Regions from separate parts of the Mus musculus genome. Here all the other regions are linked to region 4. A link is a contact called in public HiChIP or PLAC-seq, Micro-C and promoter capture Hi-C data. All regions are on one chromosome and are shown on one strand. Each heading gives the region's core, a stretch centred on a gene start, on an enhancer-like site or on the middle of the called end of the contact. The rest is flanking DNA. Distances are from core to core; before and after follow the strand shown.

Region 1 (2,700 bases), core at 73-2,572, 360 kb after region 4:
CGTCGGAGCAACCTAGTCGCGCCTCGTCCAGGTCTATCAGAGGCCGGTCCAACAGTACGCGCGGGGAAGCGCAGCGCAGGCGGCGCGCGTCGGGTACGCGCTCGGTGGCGTTGTGCAGCCAGGCCAGCAGGGGGCGCGAGGTGCACCCACAGCTCAGTGGGTTGTCCGCCAGCAGCAGGCGCGGCTGGGGCAGGTCGCCATCGCGCTCAAGCGCGCTCAGCTCGTCCGGGCCCAGGCCGGCCAGCGCGTTGACACGCGCATCCAGCTGCTCCAGGCGGGGCAGGCGCAGCGCGGCGAGTGGCAGGCGGCTCAGCGCGTTGCCTACCAAGCCCAGCAGGCGAAGCTCGGCCAGGGGGGCCAGAGCGGCGTCCAGTGCATCCAGCATCCCGGGGCTGCCTCGAGCCAGCGCGTGATTGAGCTGTAGTGAGCGCAGCGCAGGCAGCCCGCGAAAGGCGCGGTAGCCCAGGGCGCGTAGCGGGTTGTGGCTTAGGTCGAGTGCCGCCAGGCTGGGCAACCCGTCGAAGGCACCGTCCTCTACTACCTCGATGTTGTTGTGTGTGAGGCGCAGCGCGGTAAGGAGCGGTAGGCGCACGCCGTCCGTCGCCCCCTCGCCCCCTCCCGCGAAGGCTGCGGCGCGCAGCACGGTCAGGTTGGCGCCCACGATGGTGAGGTTGCGCGCGTCGGGTGGCACGTCCCGGGGCGGCTGCCGGAGCTCCGCGCCCGACGCGCAGCGCAACATTAACCGGGGGCTGCCGAAGCAGTAACACTGGAAGGGACAGGGCGCGGCGGGCCGGCTCAGCGCCGCCGCCAAGAGCAGCAGCCCTGGCAGCGGGCTCCAGAGCCCCCGCTGTCCCGCGCGCGGGGCCATCGCGGCCGTCCCCGCATCCAGCCCCCGGCCCGCAGCGCTCACCAGTGAATTGGGAGCGTTTGGAGATGATGGGATGGGGGTGGCACGGGAAGGTGGCTGTGGGCTAGACCTTGACCCGGAGCAGCTGACAGTTCCGACCGGTCCGTCCTCCAGCTTGTAAAGTCCGAGGAGCCTTCACTTTGATGGCTGGGGGCTACAGGGGTCAGGCGGGGAGCGGAGCCCCCCGCCCTCGCTGCCCTCGTCGCCCTGCGCTCCGGCCTCCGACTTCCGCGGCTGTTCCGGGCTCCGAGCCGAGTGGGCAGGGTTTGCCTCCCCCTCCCCGCCTCCTGGCCGCCTCCTCCGCCCCCAGCGGAGTCTCCGCACCTCCTCGCAAGGGAGGCGGGGTGGGAGGCTCCGGAGATGCAGGCTTAGGGCCGCTGCGCTCTCTTGCTCCCCTGCTCTCTAGTTCACGAGCTGCTGAGAAGTTTGGCTCCCCAAGCTCTGACTTGCTTCTTTCCCCACCCCCTTCGTTTAGGCAGCTTCTTTCCTCCTCCCTCCGAAGCACACGTGGGGCGGGGCCCTCAGGGCTGACCTGGCAGGTGGATCTGTGCACCCAGAGAAGGTGGGAGAGTTTAGAGCTGTCCCTAGAAAAGGAGGCAGGGCTGAGGGGTGGGCTGACAAAGTTACTCTTCTTGTAGTCAAGGAAAGGAGCTGTGCTAAGGGAGCGAGCCTGGAAAATCCCTAGCCTTGGATGTCTCCTTTGCGAACCCAGTTCCCTTAGGCTGTGTCTAAAACTCTGCAGGTCCTGTGTGTCCAGTCTTTTATCGACCCTCTTCTATGTTCTAAAACACCCTCTGTCCCCACATCTCCCGCGCCCTAATTCAGGCTGCTCTGCCTCTGCCAAGACCACTCCCATTGGTTCCACCTTTCAGGCTGGGCCCCTCCTAGGCTCAGGGAGCGGTGGGTGGAGTGATTCAGCTCTTTGCTTGCCCACCCCGCCCCAGCACTGAGTACTGCCAGGATACTGTGCCCCTTCCCCTCCAAATTGCCCTACCAGTCAATATTGAGTGGTGTGCCGGTTGGGGAGAGGGCTCTAGGAGCAGGAAAATCAGGAACTGATTTTGTAGTGGAGGGTGGGGGTGTGGTAAAATCCAGGGCTGAGGTGGGGGCTGAGCTGTTAATAGGCTTGTTTTGTTTTGTTTTGTTTTTCTTTCTTTCTGGGTTTTACTTATTTACTTTTTTTTTCCTCCAGAATTGAGAAGCTCAAGACCTGATTTAAAGAGACAGACTCCAGAGGAGGGAGCATTCCTGGTCTTGGCATGAATTATTCAGGTTGGAGAAGCTGACATTTGATCTGCAGGCCATTCGAGTATCTTACTTGGCAGAGCTGGTTGGGATAGAGGCTCCCCTCCTCCCCATAAGCATCAGTCAGTCTCTTTCTCCTGAACTGAAGACTACTGGTTGGTTTCTTCCCTGAAGTTGCATTTAGAAGATCGACCAGCAAATTGAAACCACTTTCTGAGGCATATCCTGCATTCCCTGGGTCTCAGGCAAATACCAACACTAAGGACCAGGCTGGTGATCTTGCTGGACTCCCTCAGCTCATATTGACCTAGTCCTGTCTCCATGATAACCTCCAGATGCTAGCAGATGACAGTAGTAGCTTTTAGAGCTGGACATGTCTGTATACATGGCCACCTGAGTTTACACACGTGTGCCTCTACACAAAAAGGCAAACTTTACACAAACAGACTTACACATGCCCATGTGTGGTCTATCAAATTTATTCTTACTTGGATGTGCATGCATGTGCACGGGAGGCTTGCACACAGCAGTTCCAAACAAATGTGTCT
Region 2 (2,700 bases), core at 6-2,505, 410 kb before region 4:
CCAGCCAGCCAGCAAACTTCTTTAGGTTTCCTGAACTTGCCCAACCCAACAACATCCAGCAGGCAAATAGCAGGAAAATAAAGTTAACTCTTGAAAATGGTTGCTACAAAGAACAGGCCTGGCCCATGTAAGTCCCTCCCCCACCCCAAGACAGAAAAATTGCTAAGAACCTGTGTTTTGTGCTGCTGGTATTTTGGGGGACCACCCAAAACAAGGATGCAAAAGAATGTTCCAAACAGTTTCTGTGTGTGGCTTCCACACTTCGAAGCTAACAGATAGGCTCCCTCAGAGGCAGCTAGAAAGGGAGACCTTCCCCACTGAAGCCCTGCTGAGCAAGGCCCCAGGACCTGGGCAGGGTTTCATGGAGAGGAAGGGGTGGGGAGGGGCTACTGGTGGGTCAGGGAGGATGGAATGGAAGATTTGTCAGAAGCCAGGCAGGTCGTAGGTTGGGAGATAGCTGGGTTTTGTGGCTCTCCTCCAAGCTCTGCCTGCAGGCTTGTGATGTGGGGGTGGCAGAGTCTCAGAAACAGCGGCTGGAAAGAACCTCAAGATAAGTCTTCAGGTCTCCTTTGAGTCTGTTTTCCAGATGAGGAAGTCCCTGATGGGAGGGGTCATCTGATGGCCATTGCTGAAAGAGGCTGGGGATAGAGAGGGACCCTGCCAGGGTGACCAGTGTCTTTATTAGTCTGCCCTGATGTGTCTTCTCCTTGGCCCCGGTCCCCTCAGCACTTGAGTCCACCTCTCGCCATAGACTAGCTTTCTGCTGCAATTTCTGTAGCTCAGCACCCCTCAGCTATGATGCCCACTGTTTACATGCCTACTGTGGCAACATGCCTACTGTGGGCATCTGCTGATTCTTTCAGAGGCCCAGAATTATCACTCTCCCCCCTCCCTCCTTTTTTTTTTTTTTTTTTTTTTGAGACAGGGTTTTCCTGTGTAGTCCTAACTGTCCTGGAACTCACTCTGTAGACCAGGCTGGTATTGTCACTCTTAGAATGCCCCTTTGCATGCCTCCCTCCTCTGGCTCCTCACAGCCCTTGAACCTTTCAAGCAACCATAGCAAGCCCCTCCCCTAAGTCAGTCAAAGCTCTCCTCCAAGGCCCAGGTAGACAGCTCCCTTTTCCAGTGAGCCTTTTGTGACCACTCCTAGCCTAGCCTGGCCTCTCCAGGGTTCCTGCAGTCTCTGGTATCTCTCTCTAATGCCCTGCTGGGCCAGAGTGTTTCCGAGCCTGCATTGTATCCCGACCTGCCCCCCCCCCCCCCCAGCTCTCTGAGTCACCCTGGGCTGAGACTAGTCTGTGAACACAATGGGGCTCTGGAGCTGAGCACAAAGCACTCCTCAGAATTGAAGGCACACCGCAATGGTGCAGAGTAGCTATATTATTATAAAGGAACTGTTCACATGTCCCTGCTGTGTTCCAGTCCCCCTATCCCAGGTCATCCTCACAGCAGTGTCCCCATATGTGAGCAGTCACTCTCTGACAGGTGAAATCTTGGGTTCTCAAATGACACCTGACTTGCCCCAAATCATAGCCAGCTCTCAACAGAGTGGGGCTCAGAGCTCAGGCATGCCCTATTGCTGCGTTTCCTAGATGGGAGGGAGACTTGGCTCAGGGCAGGAGAGGCTCCTGACTCAGGGGGTCTGTGTGCCTGCCACTGACTAGTCCCTAGACCTGTGAAGAAGCCCTGAACCTCCTGGCTAACGAGGTGCTAGGCAACCAAGAGGGGGGGAATCCCTAGACCCTGGACAGCATCTTACCCCAAGCTTCAGGTTGAACCCTGCTGGGTCTACTCATCAGGGGACAAGGCTTCGTTGTAAGTCACAGGCTCCTGGGAGCTCCGGCAGCCCAGGAATTTACTGTGTTCAGAGATTTAGAGTCAGAATCTCTGCACCTGGGAGTTTCGGCATAAAACGTTCCATCATATGCTGGACAGTCCAGAGGACTTGGGTTCAGAGCGTCGGCCACTGCAGGTTTCCCATCTGTACCATCCTGAGCCAGGGGTGGCCATGCTAGACTCTGAGCCCCCTGTGCTGAACAGCTTAGACCTGAGTGGGAGGCTGGCTGGAGTCTCCGGAGACAGACAAGACGGCGGGGAGGAAACAGGAACTTTCCAAGAGAAAGAAAGATTAGTTTGTGGGAAAGGAGAGAATGGACAGATAAGGCCCTGTGGAGAGGTGGCTCAGGCCAAGGGAGCCACCATGTGGGGCCCAGCCCAGCCTCAAACATCTCTGCTGTGTTCTGCCACAGCCCAGGGAACATAGACCAGGCCCCAGACAGAAGTCCAGGCTCAAGAGAGGCCAGATGGTGTTCAAAGAGGTCTGGCATCACCCAGCATCTTGCTTACTCTCTTGTAAGCTCTCTCTCCAGGCAACCTCTGGCCCTCTCTGGGTTTCTGCAGCCCCTGTCTTCCATAATTATCCCATGGCATAGGGCCCACCATCCCTGTTTTATTAATGAGGAAGCAGGCTCATAAAAGGAAAAAAAATGTGGCTTAAGGTCATGGTCTATCAGTGGCAGAGTCAAGATTCAAACACCAGGCTGTCTGGCTCCGACTTCTAAGTCTGTTCTCGGTTTCCATATGGGTTTCCCAGAGCGAGAGTAACCTCCGCTGAGCTGGGGCTGGTGTCACACAGGAGGGAAAGAACAATCCAGGACTGAGAAGTCTGGGATGTCTGTGGCTTTACTGCCAGGACTTCTT
Region 3 (2,700 bases), core at 100-2,599, 440 kb after region 4:
TTGCTTGGGTGGGTGTGAAGCCATCACTGCAGCAGACAGGCAGTGGCAGGGAGGCCAAGGGTTACTGTAGGGCATCCAGCCCGGACTCCCTGTGTAAAGACCTTCTGTTCCACCATTGTCACAGGTGGGTCTGTCACTCTGACCTGGCCACTCTGTGCTTTCCTCTCACCACTCCACACTTGGCCTCAGGAAGTTTCCAGACACTTCCCCTCTAGCCTCCTCAGACCCCACCATTACCCACTCCAGGTAAGTGTCAGCAGGCCTCTCAGAGTGCCCTCTCTGTGTGGATCCTGTGGATTGTGTCTGAAATCTGTCTGTCAGTCCCTTTGAGCATTTGTCCCTGTGGGTTGGTGGTTTTCTGTCTTTCTGGCTCACACTGACACTCCCCTCTCACCCTCCAGGTCCTTGCTGTGACTTTCCTTCAGAGCCATGTTGTGTCTGTTCCTCTGTCCTGCTCCTAGTCTGCCCCTCTGTCCTGCTGACACCTGTTGGTTCCTGTGTCTGTTTGCACATTCTCTCTGTCTCTCTGTCTCTTTCTCTCTCTCTCTGTCTCTCTGTCTCTGTCTCTGTCTCTGTCTCTGTCTCTCTCTCTCTCTCTCTCTCTCTCTCTCTGTGTGTGTCTCTCTCTGCTTCTTCTCTGTGGTCCTCTACTTTGTCCATCCATCTCTACGTTGCCTCCCTCACACCGGTGTGGGGGTGATGAGTGTTGGGGATTAGCTTAATGAGGCTGGGTAGGCTGGCCTTTCTAAGGTCTTGGGTCTCTAGCTCAGCAGAGTGGCTTGGCTTGGCTCCCTGTCTCCAGCCCAGTAAACTGGCTTCCCTTCCTGCCCCTCTCATTCACTCATATACCCTCTCTGAGGTCCACAGACCAGGGGAGAGGGGCTTGTTCTGTGCAGAACTAAGCCTCTGTCTCCTCAGCACACCACAGAGGCACTATATATAGTCTCCCCCCTTTCCTGTGGCTGGAGAAGCCTCCAGGCTCCCTCCCAATTCCTTCCGTTCCGTCCCCCAGACTTACCTATTCTGGGCCCCATGGCTGGGGAAATGCAGAGAATTGTGGCCCCCAGTCCAACCTGGAGCTTAGCAGAGAGGAAGTGAGCCTGCCAGTGGACAACGGGAGACAGCTCCTGAGAGAGCAGCAGGGACCATCAAGGTAGGACTGTCCCTCACTAGGCTATATTTATTTGGCCACACTAGACAGCAGCTGCCTCCAGGTCAGGTGTGGTAGAAGCCCTGCTCAAACTGACCCCTCCCTGAGAGCTCTTCTGGGAACTTGCTCCTTTATCTAGCTTTAGACCCCCCAACCCTTGCAGTGTCTGTTTCTTTGGTTCCATGAATTCCTCTGATCTCTGGTTGGGACAGCCCAGGACCAGGAGTTGCAAAGGAGGCGGGTTTGTTTAGGTCCAGCCCCCATGCAGTGAGGAGGCTGGTCCCTCCCTGAGGCTTATGGTTATTTCCTGTGGGAGCAGCAGAGGCCAGAGTGAGAAGCTGTTTATGGCTCTTAAGTTCAGGACCATTCTAGAGACAAACATTCCAGAATGTTCAGTCTCTTTGCTGCAATCCTAGTCACCGCCTGAGCTGCTTTTCCTGTGGGGCTGCTGTCTTCCCAACCCTCTATGAGCTCTGAAGCAAGCCTTTGCTTCCCTCTGAGCCTCTGCCCTGTCTCCCTCATCTCTCACTAATATCTGCCCTTGCCATCTGCGCCACCTAGATGAAAGGGGAAGGAAGGGAGGGGGAAAGGAAGCAAGACAAAACAGTAAACGTGAAATTCTTAAGAGATGTCTGGACAAAGGTCTTCTAGATGGCTGGAAGAATGATCCCATCCCAGTGCTGGCCCTAGCCAAGGGACAGGCATCACAGGAGTTCTTGTGGTGTGAAGAGTGCGACAATAAATAGAGAAGCCAAGCCTGGAGGCCAGAGGCTGAACTGGAGGGAGGGGCAAGAGGCAGGGCCTTCACTGGGCTGGGGAGGCTCCCTAGGGCCCATTCATCCAACAGCCTTGGATTCCTCCATTTCACAGTCTGAGTCACATGCCACAGAGCACCCCACTTGCTGGGAAAACATGTCTTGCTGCTCCCCACCCCCACCCATCATGCTAGAACCAGGCATGCCCTTCAACCCAGGCTCTCTTCTCAGGGAAGAGTTGGCCCCAATTTGATACAGAAATGAGCACAACTCCATCTCCAAAAGGAGACCTGTGCATAGAGTGGGGATGTGAGTTGAGAGTCTAGCTTCCTCGGAATGATAGAGAGCTTCCTTTAGCCCACTTGGCCATAGAAAGCTGGGACATCTGAGATACAGATCTGGCTGGAGCTTAGGCACTCAGCCAGATGCCCAACGCTTTCTGAGTGAAGGTGTCATTGAAGGACCAGCAATATGAGCACGTGACCGTGGATGAAGGCCAGCAATTGTGACGGACTGACAGAAAGAAGACTCTGTCCTAATTGGGAAGCCAGAGTAGATCTGGGCTCTCACCCTTCAGTCCAAAGTCAGCAGCGAGTTTTCCTAGAGACTGGAAGACAGAGAACCTTCAAGATATCAAATCACTGGTACAGAGCTGCAAGAAGGAGGGTCCCTTAGAAACTCTCTTATCACTGACTTAGCCTCAGGAACTGAGGCTTTTTGTATGAAACCAGAATATTCATGGACTCAGATGTGCTTAGGTGGAACAAAGGTCAGCCTATGAAACTTGAGCTAACA
Region 4 (2,700 bases), core at 184-2,683:
AGATACCCTTGCTCAGAGACAAAGTTAAGGGTCAGAGGTTGCCACAATTTGTCTATGCCTTAGAGCCAAAAGTGCAGAAGCCAGGATCCAAATCCCTGAGTATGGACTCCAGGCTTCTGCTCTGGGTGCTTAACTTTCCTCATGAAACCACCCCGAGGCATTTATTAGCTCTACTACCCCTCCCCCCCCACCCCCCCACCCCCCGCCCCGACCCAGGGGACTGCAGCCCAGAGACAACCCAAGTCACAAAGAGAGTATCAGAGCCAAAGCAGGTCCATTAGATTCCAAAATCTGTTCAACCCCAAAGTAGAAAAGAAGGCAGAAACACAACCGAGAATCCCCTCAAAGAGGTCTCCCTTTTCCTAGGGAACTGTCTCTCATCCAGCCGCTTACCTCCTCCCTTGGGTCTCTTTCCAGAATCTTCCTTTTTCTCCCTTTCCCCCAGTGCAGCATCTGGGCTGGAGAAGAACCAATTTTATCCTGGGAGAGTAGACTCACTGCTTCCCAGTTGCTTAAAGAAGGAACAGCCAGAGTATGGCTAGGCCGGCCTCTCCCAGGCCGGCCTCTCCCAATCTCATACAACTGGGGAAGCCCTGTACACATAGGCTTAGGTCAAGAACCAGCAACACGGAGCATAAGTACAGCCTGATAGCTGACCAATTAACTGCAGCTCTCCCTTTTAAAGTATCTATTCAGGGGCTGAGTGGTTAAAAACTTGTATTGGTGTTCCAGAGGACCCAAGTCCGGGTCCCAGCATTCACATGGGGGTGGGGTGGGAGCTCATAGTCGCCTGCACAGCACCAGGGAAATCTACTTCTGACCCTCTGGCCTCAGCAGGCACCAGAGCCCATGTGCATATACCCACACACAGACAAAAGCACATAATTAAAAGGTGGCGCACGCCTTTAATCCCAGCACTTGGGAGGCAAAGGCAGGCGGCTTTTCTGAGTTCAAGGCCAGCCTGGTCTACAGACTGAGTTCCAGGACAGCCAAGACTACAGAGAGAAACCCTGTCTCGAAAAAACAAAAGCCAAAAACCAAAAAAAAAAAAAAAAAAGTAAAAAAGATTTTTAAAAGAAGCCAAAGCATCTAGTCTGAAACAGACATTTCATGGAGGCGGGGCGGTCTTACACTTAAAAAATTAGTATTCATTGGTTGGGGCGATTTTACGAAAGAGAGGAGACTCGGTTCTAGGACATGAAGCTGGCAACTCAAGGACAGCAAGTCCTCAGGAGCTTGGGACTTGAACCTATCAAGGACCCAGTTCTGCTGTTGCCTGGGAACAGAGAAGGGAGGAGCTGCCAGAGAGAAGGGAGGAGGGGACAGGGAGAGGGCAACCTCTCAGCTGCGCGCCCTGACGACAGCAGGTGATTTTTTTTTTTTTTTCTGCAGCGCGCATACTCTCAGCATCTTTTCTTGATCACCCCACCTCCCTTGCTGAGCCGCAAAAAAGGGTGGGGCCGCCTCTCTGCAGCAGAAGACGACAGCGGCAGCGGCTGCGGCATCACCGGGGGTATAGATAGAGGCCGTTTTGCTCTCTGCTCTGTCTGGGTTGGAGGTGACCGCTGCCAAGCCTCGCTAGGCGGCCGGCTGAACCAGACGGAAAGGAGATAAAAGCCTGCTTGCGGATCCTTCCCTGCGCCATGGCTTAAGCCCACAGCCTCTTTGCCAAGCATCTCCTTGCTCTGCCGGGGTCTGCTAGACACCGCAGTCGCAGAGAGGGCGCGCCCAGACGCCCTAGGCCTGGACTCTGGGACGCTGAGCCTCGCTCCTATTCTTCACTGCCCACAGCAGCTCCTCTGCAGCAGGCGTTTGCAGCCGGCAATCGAGGGACTTTACGGACTTTATCTCAGCGGTACCTTGTCCCCGGGTGCTCTTTGAGGGTGGAGGACGAGGCAAAGGGCTTCTAAGGGAAGGAAGCGGTGGGAACCACATTGGCGGGTCTGGGTTGGGGTTAAAGGGAGATTGGAGATTTGATTTAGGACCACAAAAAGGCTTTGTGGCTAACATGGCGTGGCCGTGCATCACAAGGGCCTGCTGCATCGCCCGCTTCTGGAACCAGCTGGACAAGGCGGACATTGCGGTGCCGCTGGTTTTCACCAAGTACTCGGAGGCCACCGAACACCCAGGCGCCCCTCCGCAGCCGCCAGCTCCGCTGCAGCCCGCGTTAGCGCCCCCCTCGCGTGCTGTCGCCATAGAGACGCAGCCAGCCCAGGGAGAGTCGGATGCAGTTGCCCGGGCAACAGGGCCTGCGCCCGGGCCCAGCGTCGACCGCGAGACTGTAGCCGCCCCCGGCCGGAGCGGGCTGGGCTTGGGCGCGGCCTCAGCCTCCACTTCCGGCTCAGGCCCCGCGGACTCGGTGATGCGACAGGACTACCGCGCCTGGAAAGTGCAGCGGCCCGAGCCAAGCTGCCGGCCGCGCAGCGAGTACCAGCCGTCCGACGCGCCCTTCGAGCGCGAGACCCAGTACCAGAAGGACTTCCGCGCCTGGCCGCTGCCCCGGCGCGGGGACCATCCCTGGATCCCCAAGCCGGTGCAAATCCCTGCGACTTCGCAGCCTTCCCAACCTGTTCTCGGGGTGCCCAAGCGTCGGCCTCAGAGCCAAGAGCGCGGGCCCATGCAACTTTCTGCTGATGCCCGGGACCCGGAGGGTGCTGGAGGAGCCGGGGTGCTGGCGGCAGGAAAGGCGTCCGGTGTAGA

Evidence for each region. A called contact is a pair of places that touch in the nucleus more often than the background predicts. HiChIP or PLAC-seq counts read pairs in DNA pulled down with a chosen protein or histone mark. Capture Hi-C pulls out chosen DNA fragments and counts their contacts.
Region 1: a Micro-C map of embryonic stem cells shows a contact between it and region 4, with 2.2 times the contacts expected there. The contact joins the promoter of Tpbgl here to the promoter of Map6 in region 4. A contact is called at or near these places in 2 of 484 Hi-C or Micro-C datasets (both in embryonic stem cells).
Region 2: a contact with region 4 is called in an H3K27ac HiChIP or PLAC-seq map of extraembryonic endoderm stem cells, with 8 times the contacts expected there. The contact joins the enhancer-like site here to the promoter of Map6 in region 4. A contact is called at or near these places in 6 of 39 promoter capture datasets (the SN4741 cell line, embryonic stem cells, hematopoietic stem and progenitor cells and 2 more), 3 of 115 datasets of contacts at active chromatin or transcription factors (embryonic stem cells and extraembryonic endoderm stem cells) and 1 of 9 other capture datasets (liver).
Region 3: a contact with region 4 is called in a promoter capture Hi-C map of pancreatic islet. The contact joins the promoter of Slco2b1 here to the promoter of Map6 in region 4. A contact is called at or near these places in 1 of 39 promoter capture datasets (hematopoietic stem and progenitor cells) and 2 of 9 other capture datasets (adipose tissue and pancreatic islet).

What each region holds. Positions count from the first base shown.
Region 1 is chr7:99,625,781-99,628,480 of GRCm38.p6, forward strand. It overlaps Tpbgl (trophoblast glycoprotein-like), which reads right to left and starts at 1,323. Exons shown (of 1, transcript NM_001195529.1): 1 at 1-1,323. The coding sequence starts at 868.
Region 2 is chr7:98,855,091-98,857,790 of GRCm38.p6, forward strand. No RefSeq gene overlaps it. Among named protein-coding and RNA genes, the nearest start is that of Wnt11, 18 kb to the left of the region's middle. Within about 2 kb of position 1,256, at least 37 of the 459 cell types and tissues checked have an H3K27ac peak or open chromatin away from gene starts, as enhancers often do. A contact at or near this core is called in extraembryonic endoderm stem cells and trophoblast stem cells, where this site is marked.
Region 3 is chr7:99,705,493-99,708,192 of GRCm38.p6, forward strand. Slco2b1 (solute carrier organic anion transporter family, member 2b1) reads right to left here and starts at 1,350. Exons shown (of 14, transcript NM_001252530.1): 1 at 1,019-1,350. The coding sequence starts at 1,034. It overlaps Gm34280 (a long non-coding RNA gene), which reads left to right. Exons shown (of 5, transcript XR_003946841.1): 4 at 125-246.
Region 4 is chr7:99,266,014-99,268,713 of GRCm38.p6, forward strand. Map6 (microtubule-associated protein 6) reads left to right here and starts at 1,434. Exons shown (of 3, transcript NM_001048167.1): 1 at 1,434-2,700. The coding sequence starts at 2,009. It overlaps Gm26705 (predicted gene, 26705), which reads right to left and starts at 1,205. Exons shown (of 4, transcript NR_103487.1): 1 at 1,132-1,205; 2 at 394-458.